Linked DNA regions of Mus musculus: all the other regions are linked to region 2. Evidence: chromatin contacts called from public Hi-C data. All regions are on one chromosome and are shown on one strand. The core of a region is the stretch at or near the end of the contact, and the rest is flanking DNA. Distances in the headings are between cores, read along the strand shown. Region 1 overlaps Gm39340 (a long non-coding RNA gene). Region 2 holds the start of Elmod1 (ELMO/CED-12 domain containing 1). Region 3 has its middle 16 kb from the start of Gm39340.

Region 1 (3,498 bases), core at 945-3,444, 72 kb before region 2:
GTTGTTGAGTGTGTGTATTTGTGTTTGAAACCAACAATATGGTGACTAGTAACTGTTTTTTGTTTGTTTGTTTTTGTTTTTTTGTTTTGGCATTTGACCCTACTTTCCACTTCTACAACTTCTTGCAAAGGAACCTGTGGGTCCACATTTTGCCCTGCCACTGGGGTGTGGAAACTCCTCTGGGCAGACAGAAGGAAGGGCAGGCTCTGGACTACACTTCACCCTGTACTGCCTTTGGGTGTCAGGTGCTAGTGCATCACTCAGGTGTGGGAGAACAACACAGCATAAGATGGGGGTCCCAGACCCAGGTGAGAAACTATGCAGGCTAAGGTGTCCACTTGCTGTTGGAAACCACATGAAGTTGGAATGGGGTAAGTGCCATCACAGTAGGTGGCAGAAGGACTCCTTCTTAGCTCAGGGAGTGAGTTGTCTGGGAGCACAGAAGGGTCTTCTGTAGGAGACTTAGACATCTGGGCTCTGTACAAGGAAGGCTTTCCCCCATGGTGGTTCTTGATGAGACAGTTCTTGCTTGTCCATACTGTTTATTCACTGTTCATTGTGGAAAACTGGTGCATAGCACTTACTTGGATTGGACCAGAGACTAAATACCTTTTGCAGGAAGGAATGTATGGGAAGGGAAGCTTATTGGCTAAACCCTCTGGGCTGGCCCATCTAGATACCTCATTGGCATGGCGAACTAGTCTGTGCTCCATGACTAGAGGTCACAATCTTCACTAGGAGGTCATGGTCATGTGTTCCAGGACTGGAGCCTAGGTCTGGAGTAGGTGAAACTCCTACGGTCCTCAGGTACTGGGTTTCTGAACCCACTTGACCTTTCCAGTCTTTGTTTGGTTGACACAATTCCACTTGCCCCACAGGAACCTGGTTTCGTTAGTGGTGCATAATTCTCTTTGTGTAGTTGGGAAACTACTCAGAATGATGTTTAGCTAGAAAAAGCATCATGCTCTCCTAGTAATGATGATTGTTTAGGGATGGGCATGTCTCAAATTGGGCTAATATGACCCTTTAATCTTTGTGTGAAGCAGGCTCCCCCTTGCCTTGCCTGGCCACACATTTTACAGAATACAGAGTAGAAGCTGCTTTTGTTTCTATGGAGCCAAGGTATGGGAACTAACTGAATCTTCTTTGAGCTACTAGATTTACCTATGTCATATGAAGCAGACATATGACTAACTTTTTAAGCCACATGAGACAATACATCATTTATATTTAAATGGATTCAAGGTTAGAACATATCAAATACTTATATCAACATCTTCAATAAATACTCAAATATGTGCAATTATTTTTAATACCAATGCAAGTTGGGTTTTTTTTTTTTTTTTGTCCTTTGCAGTAAAAGAATCCTAACTGATACAAATGATAAGAAAGTAAGATGGCAAAAGAGCCCATTTACAGCAGGAACAAGAGAAGTTAAAATAACAAAAACAGATCCATAGGTACTGATCTAAGAAATAGGAGAGTCATATGAAAAAAAATGACTTAAATTTATTAAGTGATCTCAAGAAGACCTGGATATTTGAAGAGGAACAGAGCCTGGATGGGAAAGATGCAGAATTTAAACAGATTAAATTTTCCTAAAACAATCCATAAAAATGTCTCTTAACGGTTCTTACTCCCACTCATACCCTAATACCCTCACCCTTCCAAATAGACACCCTCCCCCTCCCCCTCCCCCTCCCCCTCCCCCTCCTCCCCTCCTGTAGTCACTGTTGCAATTTGAATGAGAAGGGCCCCCAAAGGCTCATGGATTTGAATGTTTAGGCCCCAGTTGGGGAACTGTTTGGGAAGGATTAGGAAGTGTGGCCTTGTTGGAGGTGTGTCACTGGGTGGTTTTGGGATTGCAAAAGCCTTGTCCATTCTTGGTTTTGTTTTGTTTTGTTTTTCTCTTTGTCTCTCTGCATTCAGCTTGTGGATCAAGATGTATGTTCTTAGCTATTGCTCCAAAGCCATGCCTGCCTGCCTGCCTGCTCCCATGCTTCCCGCCATGATGGTCATGGACTCTCACTGTCTGTAACCGTAAACCCCCAAGTTAAATGCTTTTTTGGGTACGTTGCCTTGGTTATGGTGTTTTGTCATGGTGACGGAAAAGTAACTAAGACAACCATGCTCTATTTCCTCCCCTTTTAATCTCAGGCATATTTTTCTGAATCTGTTTTTTCTACACACCCACATGTCCAGTTTGGGCCTCTATAGAGCTGGACTGCTCTGTACTATTACTCTCCCAACAGTCTTGCTGACACATTCACATTCGCCAGCTCTTTCACAACACACAGTAGGTCGTCACTATCCTGTCTCCCTTCGTATCCTTTTCTCTGGTCACTCTGAATGGCTGGTGATATTTTGCTCTGATCGTTGTCCCACACTTCTGTGGCATTGCTCATGTCCTCAAGATTGATCTAAAACAGAATATTTGGGATTGAGCAGCGAGAGGGAAATGAATAATATAGCCACTTGAGCTCAAATTGTCATTCCACAAAGCAGTGACAATCACAAGACATACATATTCATGATGTCATTATCCTGACACTTTATGAGGTGTTGGCAGAGGATGAGCTTTTCCGGAATTTTCACTTCACTGCCTGAAATTATTACTGAAAAAAAAAAAAAACAGTAATAACAAAACCTAACAAAGCAAAACCCATCTCTGTGAGCCGAGGTCCTGAGAAGCTCAAGGTAACATCGGGCTGAACGGAGGCAGATCCGGGTGAGCACCCACCCAGGGCACCTGTCTGCCAAGACTTTTACTGGGAATATCCTTAGGCTGGGCTCCCACTCCTGGGCCTGATTGTTGAAGACAGTTTCTTCCTTGCCAAAGAACATGCATAAATTTAGACTCCCAAGGCTATGCTTGCTCTCTCAGAGAGTATTATTTTATTATTAAATGAAACTATAATTTTCTTCAGATTATGGGTACTATATATGCTCATGGAAGGAAATATGGAAAGTATAACACACACACACACACACATTCATGATTTAAAATAATGAACACACAGAACCCCCTCAAATATTCTGTGTAACCCCATTTTTAACTCCTGAGATGAACAAACAGTAGATGAAGAGAACAGATTAATGGCTATCAGGGCTTAGAGACTGGGGATAAGGGTGGAAAGTGGGTGTGGTTATATAAGGCGGCACAACACCTCCCCTCCTCCCCAATTAATTACTTTTATCCACACTAGCCATGAAAAAGCAATTACATTTTACACAACACTATTAACACAGAGACTCTTTATGGTGATAGAATTGTTCTAAATATTGTCAGTGTTGATGATGGCACAAATCTGCCCTTAGGCTAAAACTGCATAAAACTGAACAACAGACACTATGGTTGATGGAAATATTGGTGAGGTAGTGGATTGTATTAGTGCCGGTTTCCTGACTGCCGTATAGTTACATATGACATCGTGGCAGGAGGAGAGTATAGGTTAGATGTGATATTCTTATCATTCATGAAAACTGAGTGTTATGTGA
Region 2 (3,725 bases), core at 1,016-3,515:
ACGCAGCTGGGTTTATTTCTGAGCGGTTTGGTGACTTGCTCTAGGAGATGTTGCCTGTTACATAATAGTTCCCTTATTTTGTTAATTCTATAGAAATGGAATTCCTTTATAATACCACCTATCAATGATTTTTCAGCACAATAGCACAGACATGTGACGCTGGTGTCAAAATCTCTTGGAAAGCTAGCATTCATATATGTTTTAGTTGAATCAGCAAGACACAATAGAGAAAAGGAGCAAATTTTCATTTCAGTTTTTTTTTTAAATCTTCATTAATTGAACACAGCAACACACACTGACCTCCGACTGGGAGAAGCAGCCTGGCAGGCGGAGGTGGAGCCTGTGATGTAACTGCGGTAGGTCTCTGTAGGAAGGACCTTTCCTAAATATGAAGCCTAAGTATGCAAACTGAAGCCCCTCCGCCTCCTCCTTGTGTGTGCAGACTTGCAAGAGAGAATTACTGTCTCTCTTATTCTTCACAAGAAGGCTTGAGTTCTTGGCCAACAAAAGAATTCCTTATAGATGGGTCAAGATTACCTATGTGTCTCCCACACACCTGGGGTTGGGCCGGGGGAGCTGACTGTCTGTAAATCCACCTTAGGATACTGACAACTAGGCAGTGTGTCAGTTTACTGGTTAATTGTGATGGCGCAACACGAGTTACGTAGTTCAAAGCGTAAGTCTGCTACAATCCAAAAAGTGCCCTGAAATAAAACATTATTTTGCTGTTTTTAACCTCAATGTCTTACAGAGAAAGCACTCATCTTTTCCCATAAGAGAGGGTAAGAAGAAATATCTCCTAAGGGTGAGGAAAAACAAAAATGTGTGCCTTTGGCAAAATTTCAACCAGATTGATCTCAAATGAAACTTCTAGGGAGAGAATGACCAAGACTGTTGTTACTCCGTGTTGTCATAAGACAACAAGGAACTATGACGTTTATTCCAATGTAGGCATGCTACTACCTGCTTTCCACCATATTGGCAATAGCAGTTAAGGACGGTTGTCAAGCGACCGACACAACATGCACACACTGCTGAGATGCAGAACAAAGCCTGGGTGGCTGCCTAAAATCGGTCTCTCCAAATGACAGCCCCAATTTATGACACCAGTCTAAGGCTTGCGGGGATTTGCGACGTCTTTTTCTCTGTTGGTGGGGAAGAAAGAGATGAAATTTGGAGAGCTCCAAGCAGTGGCCTGGGCTTCCATCTGTTTGTGCGGGGCAGAAAGGCTTACACACATATTCATTAAACTTGATCTGAAGCGAGCGAGTCTGTGAGGTCGTTTCTGAAATATTCATAAGGTCTGTTACCGGACTCGCCACTTAGAGGTTGAGCAGAAACACGACGAGGGGGAGCAGTTGGTGCCCACACTTGGAAATAAAGGCACTAGGAAAAACAGCACACCTCGCTCCACTGTTCCTGTTTTAACAGCTCCTCACGGCTGCTCTCCGCCCGCCTGTTCAATTGCACCTGCCCAGGAGATGCTCCAAGAGTGGAGTTTCCTGGAGTAGAAGGAGGTGCGCTCGCCAGCCCTGCAGACCTGGCTCAGGGTGGAGGCTCAGAGACCTCTGGTTTACAGCTCTGCCACTCTGCCGCCTGGCACCGCCCCGGGGCCTGACCGGCAGGACAGAGGGCTCCTTAGGGGCCAGGACCCTCCACTTGCCCCAGCCAGGCCGCTCTTTGTTCCCGCTTGGGATTCCTCCCTAAGCACCAGCAGTGGCGTTCAGTCGCTAGGCGACCTGCGCCCCAGGGACGCAAACAGCTTCCAGCGCTGACCCGCAGCGCCGCGGGTTGTTATTTCCCGGCTCACGATGAGAAAGAGGATTTAGTCTTGGGTGACTCGGGCGCTCCGGCACCCAGGTAGTGCGCACTTTCATTCACGTCCCCTCACTGTCCCCATTTATTTTGTACCCTACACACACAGGTCAGCTGCCACCTCTCTTTTTTCCAAGGGCATTCACCCTTGGCTCCTCTAGGGTCGCGACTCACCGGAGCAGAGACAGTGGTGGGCTCAGCAGCTCTGGGATCGCAACAGTGTGGTCTCCATCTCCGCCTTCGCTCCTGCTACGCACTAGCGACCGTGATCGCCGCGGCTGGTCCCCGAGCGGATGCTGGACAGAGGCGGCCGCGGCTGCCGCACTGGCTGCGGGCGCGGGAGGGGCGGGGGCGGGGCGGGAATCTGGGTCGCGTGGAGCCCTGCAAGCCGGGTTGCACCCTGGGCAGCGGGCAGAGAGGAGGCGACCGAGAGCAGCTGGGGAGGGCGTGCAGAGGTTTCCCTGGGAGCAAGACGCTGGCGGCTACTGAGCATGCTCAGTCGCGGAACCCCGGGGCGCGGGCGCGGCGGGGAGGAGTGAGCTCAGGCCCCCGCGCCAGAATGTGGGAAGAAAGGGTTAAAACTGCGCACTTGGCCGCAGTGGCCTAGTTTAACTGTGCAGGAGTCAGAGTCGACCACCCCTAAAGAAGTCCAGGGTTGTGAACCTGGGAAGACCTGTCAGTGGGATTCCTGAAGAATCTAGGGCAAGGAATGTTCTCCAGTTCCTCTGAGGTGGATTATCCAGAAGGCAAAGTTTGTTTTTAGTTTATTTGTTTTTTTACCTCCTCCCAATTCAGATACCCAACCCTCACTTGCTTTCCTGTGTGTTCTGACTCCCCCCAGGCATCCCCTTCCTCTCTTGATTCTTGGACAGGTCAGGTGAAGTTGTCAAAGAGCCAGTTCTTTAATTAGGTGTAACTGAGAGCCCCGGTGGGTCTTCCCTGGCCCAGGCCTGTGTTTCATCGAGGGTTTCATAAACAACAGCTCATTACAAGTTTAAGTATAATGGGATAAATTATAGATATCCTGGTCTGCAATTATTTGGGGGGAACACTGCCTTCTTGCAGTGGAATGGCTGAACTCCCGAACACCCACACCCTTCCTCAGTCCTATTTTCGGTTTTATGTAGAACGTCTTCATAGATAAGAGTTTCCGAACAACACAGGGAAACTGACTTCTTCAAAAGGCTTTGATTTTGCTCGTGGTGTTCCGATCTTCTGGTTTACCTTACCCTTTCCGTTCCCCTTCATGACGACCTACTCACTCTCTGTGATCAATGTTACCTTCTCTGAAACGTGGCTGCAATACAAGTTAATGCCTGGCTGTCAGAGATCATCTGGACACGCTGCTGTCACATAGTAGAGTTGGTTACTGCTGTATAAGAAGGTCAAACAACCAAGCCAACTGTTTTGTGCAGGCACGGAACAATGTGCTGAGAAAACAACAACAAATAAGACAGACAGGTTTTTCTCCTCAGAGAATTTACAATCTGTTGAAAACGACAGGCAAGCCAGAATGGCGGCAGCACTTGGGAAGCAGAGGCAGGTGGATTTCCTGAATTTGAGGGCAGCTTGGTCTACATAGTGAGTCCAATAACAATCACAAAACCAGAGAAAGGCAACAAATACCTAAAATGGAGAGTATTATCAAGAATAAAGGTCAAGTTGTTTTTGACTTTGTGTTACCCATCAAATGAATCTACCGAGACTTGACTTATCTCTGAAACAATGGATAATAATATTAATAATGGCCTCAGGCTAACCAAAATGTGTGGGTCCTTGCTAGTCTGTTGTTAAACCATTGATTTTTTCCCCCTTTCATTTGATTCCATCAGCTAAAACTGTTCTAATCTCAAATTATTTGTAGGAAGAACTTGCCATCCCAAGTAATGAGTAGGAGGCGTGTGTTGTGG
Region 3 (3,777 bases), core at 759-3,258, 91 kb before region 2:
CTCTTGCTTTTTGCATCGATCTCTGTCTCTGTGTCTTTGTGAGTGGGACATCTGGATGTAAGGCTTTTCGGGCCTTACACGTCCATGGTGACAAAGAAGCTCTTATAGGACATACTGCCAAGATATGGGCTTCCTCAGATGGTAGGGTCAGACAATGGACCAGCTTTTATGTCCCAGATAAGTCAGGGACTGGGAAACCTTATTGAGCTCAGGACAGGTAGAAAGTCCAGTAGGACCCTAAAAGAGACCTTAACTAAAATGATCTAAGAGACTGGTGAGAACTGAGTAACTAATTCTCCTTCTCTTCGTTCTCTACTGGGTATGAAACTCCCTTGACGAGATGGGACTTCATACAGACAGAGGTCATCACTGAGTTGCAGGATCACCAATTACTGGACAATCTTGAAAGTGTCCAATGGGCTCATAAACATGTTTGGCCTAAATTTTGTGTTCTTTATGAATCAGGTAGCCCTCTGGCTAGGGGTCATTAAAGCCTCATAAAAAAGGGTCCTATGTTATCTTGATCACACTCACTGCTCTAAAGATCGGCAGGATTACAGCTTGGATCCACCACACAACTGTTTGCACCTGAAAACCCCAACTAGCAGGAGGAAACTCAGCCTCAGGATTCTCCTGTCTCCCATAATTGGAGCCCCTATCCAAGCCCCAGGGACACCACGAGGACTGAGTGATGACAACCCTGAGCCCCTCTAAAATATGATAATAGCTTCAGGAAGTCCTATGATTGGGCCTTCCAGTTACCAGAGAAAAGGGGGAAATGCGAGACCATATTGTCGGTTCAGATTCCACCTTAGAGAACTTGACCTAAGGTTGAACTCGAGTTAACTAGCCAGTGTCTAGCACCAGTTTCCAGGTTACCTTCACCTCCTCCCTGCCAACAAATCTGCACCTCCAGGTTACAACTCTGCCCCTAGCACTTCTCTTCCTAACAACCACCAATCAGGAGGAAATCAGACGTTAAGTTTATGGTATGGCTCCCAGCACCAGCCAATTATGTTAAAGGCCATAATGGCCCTCCAATTAGATATGTACTAGGCTAGATAACCCCCTTTCTTGCCTCTAAAAATGCTTGTCTGAAACTAGGCTCAGGGCTGCCCCTTCCATTCTGCTGTGTTAGAGATGATAGTGTGGCCTAATCTCTTGAGCTTGAATAAAGAGATCCTAGTGTGACTATTAAAATCAGCTCCTTGGTGATCTTTTGGGGTTCTCAAATGCTTTCTGGTACAATACTACCATACACATGACTTATCTCAAGTCTCAGCGGACATCCCTACTGGCTTGTTTTATATTCAACTTGCTACAAGCTAGTGTCACCAGAGAGGAGGGAACCCCAACTGGGAAAATACCTCTATAATACTGGGCTCTAGGCAAGCCTGTAGGGTGTTTTCTTAATTAGTGATTGATAGGGAAGGGTCCAACCCATTGTGAGTAGTTCCATCTCTGAGCTGGTGATCCTGGGTTCTCTAAGAAAGCAGGCTGAGCAAGCCATGAGGAGTATGCCAGTAAGCAGACCCTCCGTGGCCTCTGCATCAGCTCCTGCCTCCAGGTTCCTGTCCTGTTTGGGTTCCTGTCCTGACTTCCTTCACTGATAAACAGTGAGCCATATGGAAGCATAAGCCAAATAAACCCTTTCCTTCCCAGGTTGCTGTGGTCATGGCGTTTCACCACAGCAACGGTAACCCCGACTAAGACATCTTCAGCATCCAGGAGGTCTCCATGGTAATTCAGACTGTACCTTTAGTGTTTCACACCATGGCCTCTCAGGCCCTTCTTGTAAGGACTCTTACATTGCTGGGCTTAAGAAGCTTTCTGGAACATTGACTCTATGAATCCCTGACTCATACATTTTGCATGCAGGCAAAATCAGCAGTGTGTGTGTGTGGATGCTGTTGCCAGGGTCTGCTGCCAGTTTGTAATATAGTCTGGCCCTGTGATACCCACCATCTGTCACAGATTTGGTGGCCTATGTGAGCCTTTGTTGTTGCTTGGGAGAACACTTCCCTAGATGGTTACTTTTTTGGAGAGAATCCCTGTGGCTGCATTCTATATTCAGACTCCTTCAAATAATTTGCATTTTCACAGACTCTGGCCTTTAATGGGTCTTCCCCACGGGGCAACTTTCCCATTGTCTCAATGCAGAACACAAGGCTTCTCCTTATTGATACTAATCCTTTTAAAAAGTATATCTAGTGACGTGTGCTCGGCGCGCGGCACGCTGCGCGCTGCTGAGGGCTGTGTGTGATACCCGCTACCATGCCCAAGCGGAGCTGCGGGTTTGCAGACTCAGCCCTGCTCCAACTCAAAGTCCACGTGGGCCTGAAAGAGCTGAGCCACGGTGTGTTCGCCGAGCGCTACTCACGCGAGGTCTTCGAAAGAACCAAGCAGCTCCTTTTCCAAGGGGCTCGGGCCTATAGAGATCACATATCGAGCGAAGATTGTTCTGTGAACCACCTACGGGAGTCACTGAAGTCTGGTGTGGTGGGAGCCCCTCAACCTGCGAGGGGACAGATGTTGATTGGACCTGATGGCCAACTGACATGGTGCCAAGCTCAGGCCTCAGAAGGTGGCCTTCCCAGGACAGCACCCATCGCTTGTTCATCGTGCATGAGATCTGTGGATGGGAAGGCGGTCTGCAGCCAGTGCGAGCGAGCGGGCCCTGTGTGGGCAGTGTGTATACACACCTGCTAGGGCTGCGGTTCTTTGGCCTGTGTGCTGTGTGGCCTTGCAGAGTGAGTGCTTTGATCTGTGGGGGTGCAGACATCACGGTCCCTCTCCCTGAGAGGGCACAGGTGCTGGGTGGGTGACTCAGGGATCCTTTTGAAAGAAGTCCACGCTTCCCAGTTGTCTGTGGCCTACTTAAAGCAGCTCCCTGGCTTGCACAGCAAAAACAAAAACAAAAACAAAAACAAACAAACAAACAAACAAACAAAAAACAACAAAAAAACCAAAAACAACAAAAAAATATATCTATTTTTTCTTACTCAAGTCTTTAGACTTGTTTTCTCATCTTCCCTTGCCCACATGAACATTTTCCATCCCTCTCCCCTCCCCCCATCTCCTTGTAATCCGAGTTAGTGCAGTGAACAGTAACCATGCCACACAGCTTGAATGCTGTCTGTCTTGAAATTTCCTCTACCAGAGAAATTGGTCCATTATCTTTTTTAAAATTTTTTTTAATTAGGTATTTTCTTCATTTACATTTCCAATGCTATCCCAAAAGTCCCCCCATACCCTCACTCCCACTTCTTTCCCCACTCCCACTTCTTGGCCCTGTCTTTCCCCTGTACTGAGGCATATAAAGTTGCAAGACCGATGGGCCTCTCTTTTCAATGATGGCCGACTAGGCCATCTTCTGATACATATGCAGCTAGAGACACGAGCTCTGTGTGTGGGGGTACTGGTTAGTTCATAATGTTGTTCCACCTATAGGGTTGCAGACCCCTTTAGCTCCTTGGGTATTTTCTCTAGCTCCTTCATTGGGGGCCCTGTGATCCATCCAATAGCTGACCGTGAGCATCCACTTCTGTATTTGCTAGGCCCCGGGATAGTCTCACAAGAGACAGCTATATCAGGGTCCTTTCAGCTAAGTCTTGCTAGTGTATGCACTGGTGTCAGCGTTTGGAGGCTGATTATGGGATGGATCTCCAGGTATGGCAGTCTCTAGATGGTCCATCCTTTCATCACAGCTCCAAACTTTGTCTCTGTAACTCCTTCCATGGGTGTTTTGTTTCCAATTCTATTAAGGGGCAAAGTGTC

Evidence for each region. A called contact is a pair of places that touch in the nucleus more often than the background predicts.
Region 1: a contact with region 2 is called in a Hi-C map of cortical neurons, with 4 times the contacts expected there. The contact joins the enhancer-like site here to the promoter of Elmod1 in region 2. A contact is called at or near these places in 15 of 39 promoter capture datasets (the HPC-7 cell line, cranial neural crest, embryonic stem cells and 8 more), 6 of 15 datasets of contacts at CTCF or cohesin (embryonic stem cells, hippocampal excitatory neurons, pro-B cells and 1 more), 129 of 484 Hi-C or Micro-C datasets (8-cell embryo, the AML12 cell line, the AtT-20 cell line and 58 more), 21 of 115 datasets of contacts at active chromatin or transcription factors (PVALB interneurons, SST interneurons, VIP interneurons and 12 more) and 3 of 9 other capture datasets (embryonic stem cells, embryonic tail and pancreatic islet).
Region 3: a Hi-C map of cerebellum shows a contact between it and region 2, with 2.0 times the contacts expected there. The contact joins the enhancer-like site here to the promoter of Elmod1 in region 2. A contact is called at or near these places in 16 of 39 promoter capture datasets (the HPC-7 cell line, cranial neural crest, embryonic stem cells and 8 more), 6 of 15 datasets of contacts at CTCF or cohesin (embryonic stem cells, hippocampal excitatory neurons, pro-B cells and 1 more), 145 of 484 Hi-C or Micro-C datasets (8-cell embryo, the AML12 cell line, the AtT-20 cell line and 60 more), 24 of 115 datasets of contacts at active chromatin or transcription factors (PVALB interneurons, VIP interneurons, astrocytes and 14 more) and 3 of 9 other capture datasets (embryonic stem cells, embryonic tail and pancreatic islet).

Annotation. Positions count from the first base shown.
Region 1 is chr9:53,900,882-53,904,379 of GRCm38.p6, forward strand. Gm39340 (a long non-coding RNA gene) reads left to right here. Exons shown (of 3, transcript XR_870773.2): 3 at 1-38. Among named protein-coding and RNA genes, the nearest start is that of Gm39340, 3.1 kb to the left of the region's middle. Within about 2 kb of position 2,195, at least 9 of the 459 cell types and tissues checked have an H3K27ac peak or open chromatin away from gene starts, as enhancers often do. A contact at or near this core is called in VIP interneurons, cerebral cortex, cortical neurons and 1 more, where this site is marked.
Region 2 is chr9:53,973,036-53,976,760 of GRCm38.p6, forward strand. Elmod1 (ELMO/CED-12 domain containing 1) reads right to left here and starts at 2,266. Exons shown (of 11, transcript NM_177769.4): 1 at 1,990-2,266.
Region 3 is chr9:53,881,808-53,885,584 of GRCm38.p6, forward strand. It overlaps the pseudogene Gm16380. Among named protein-coding and RNA genes, the nearest start is that of Gm39340, 16 kb to the right of the region's middle. Within about 2 kb of position 2,009, at least 11 of the 459 cell types and tissues checked have an H3K27ac peak or open chromatin away from gene starts, as enhancers often do. A contact at or near this core is called in VIP interneurons, cerebellum, embryonic cerebral cortex and 1 more, where this site is marked.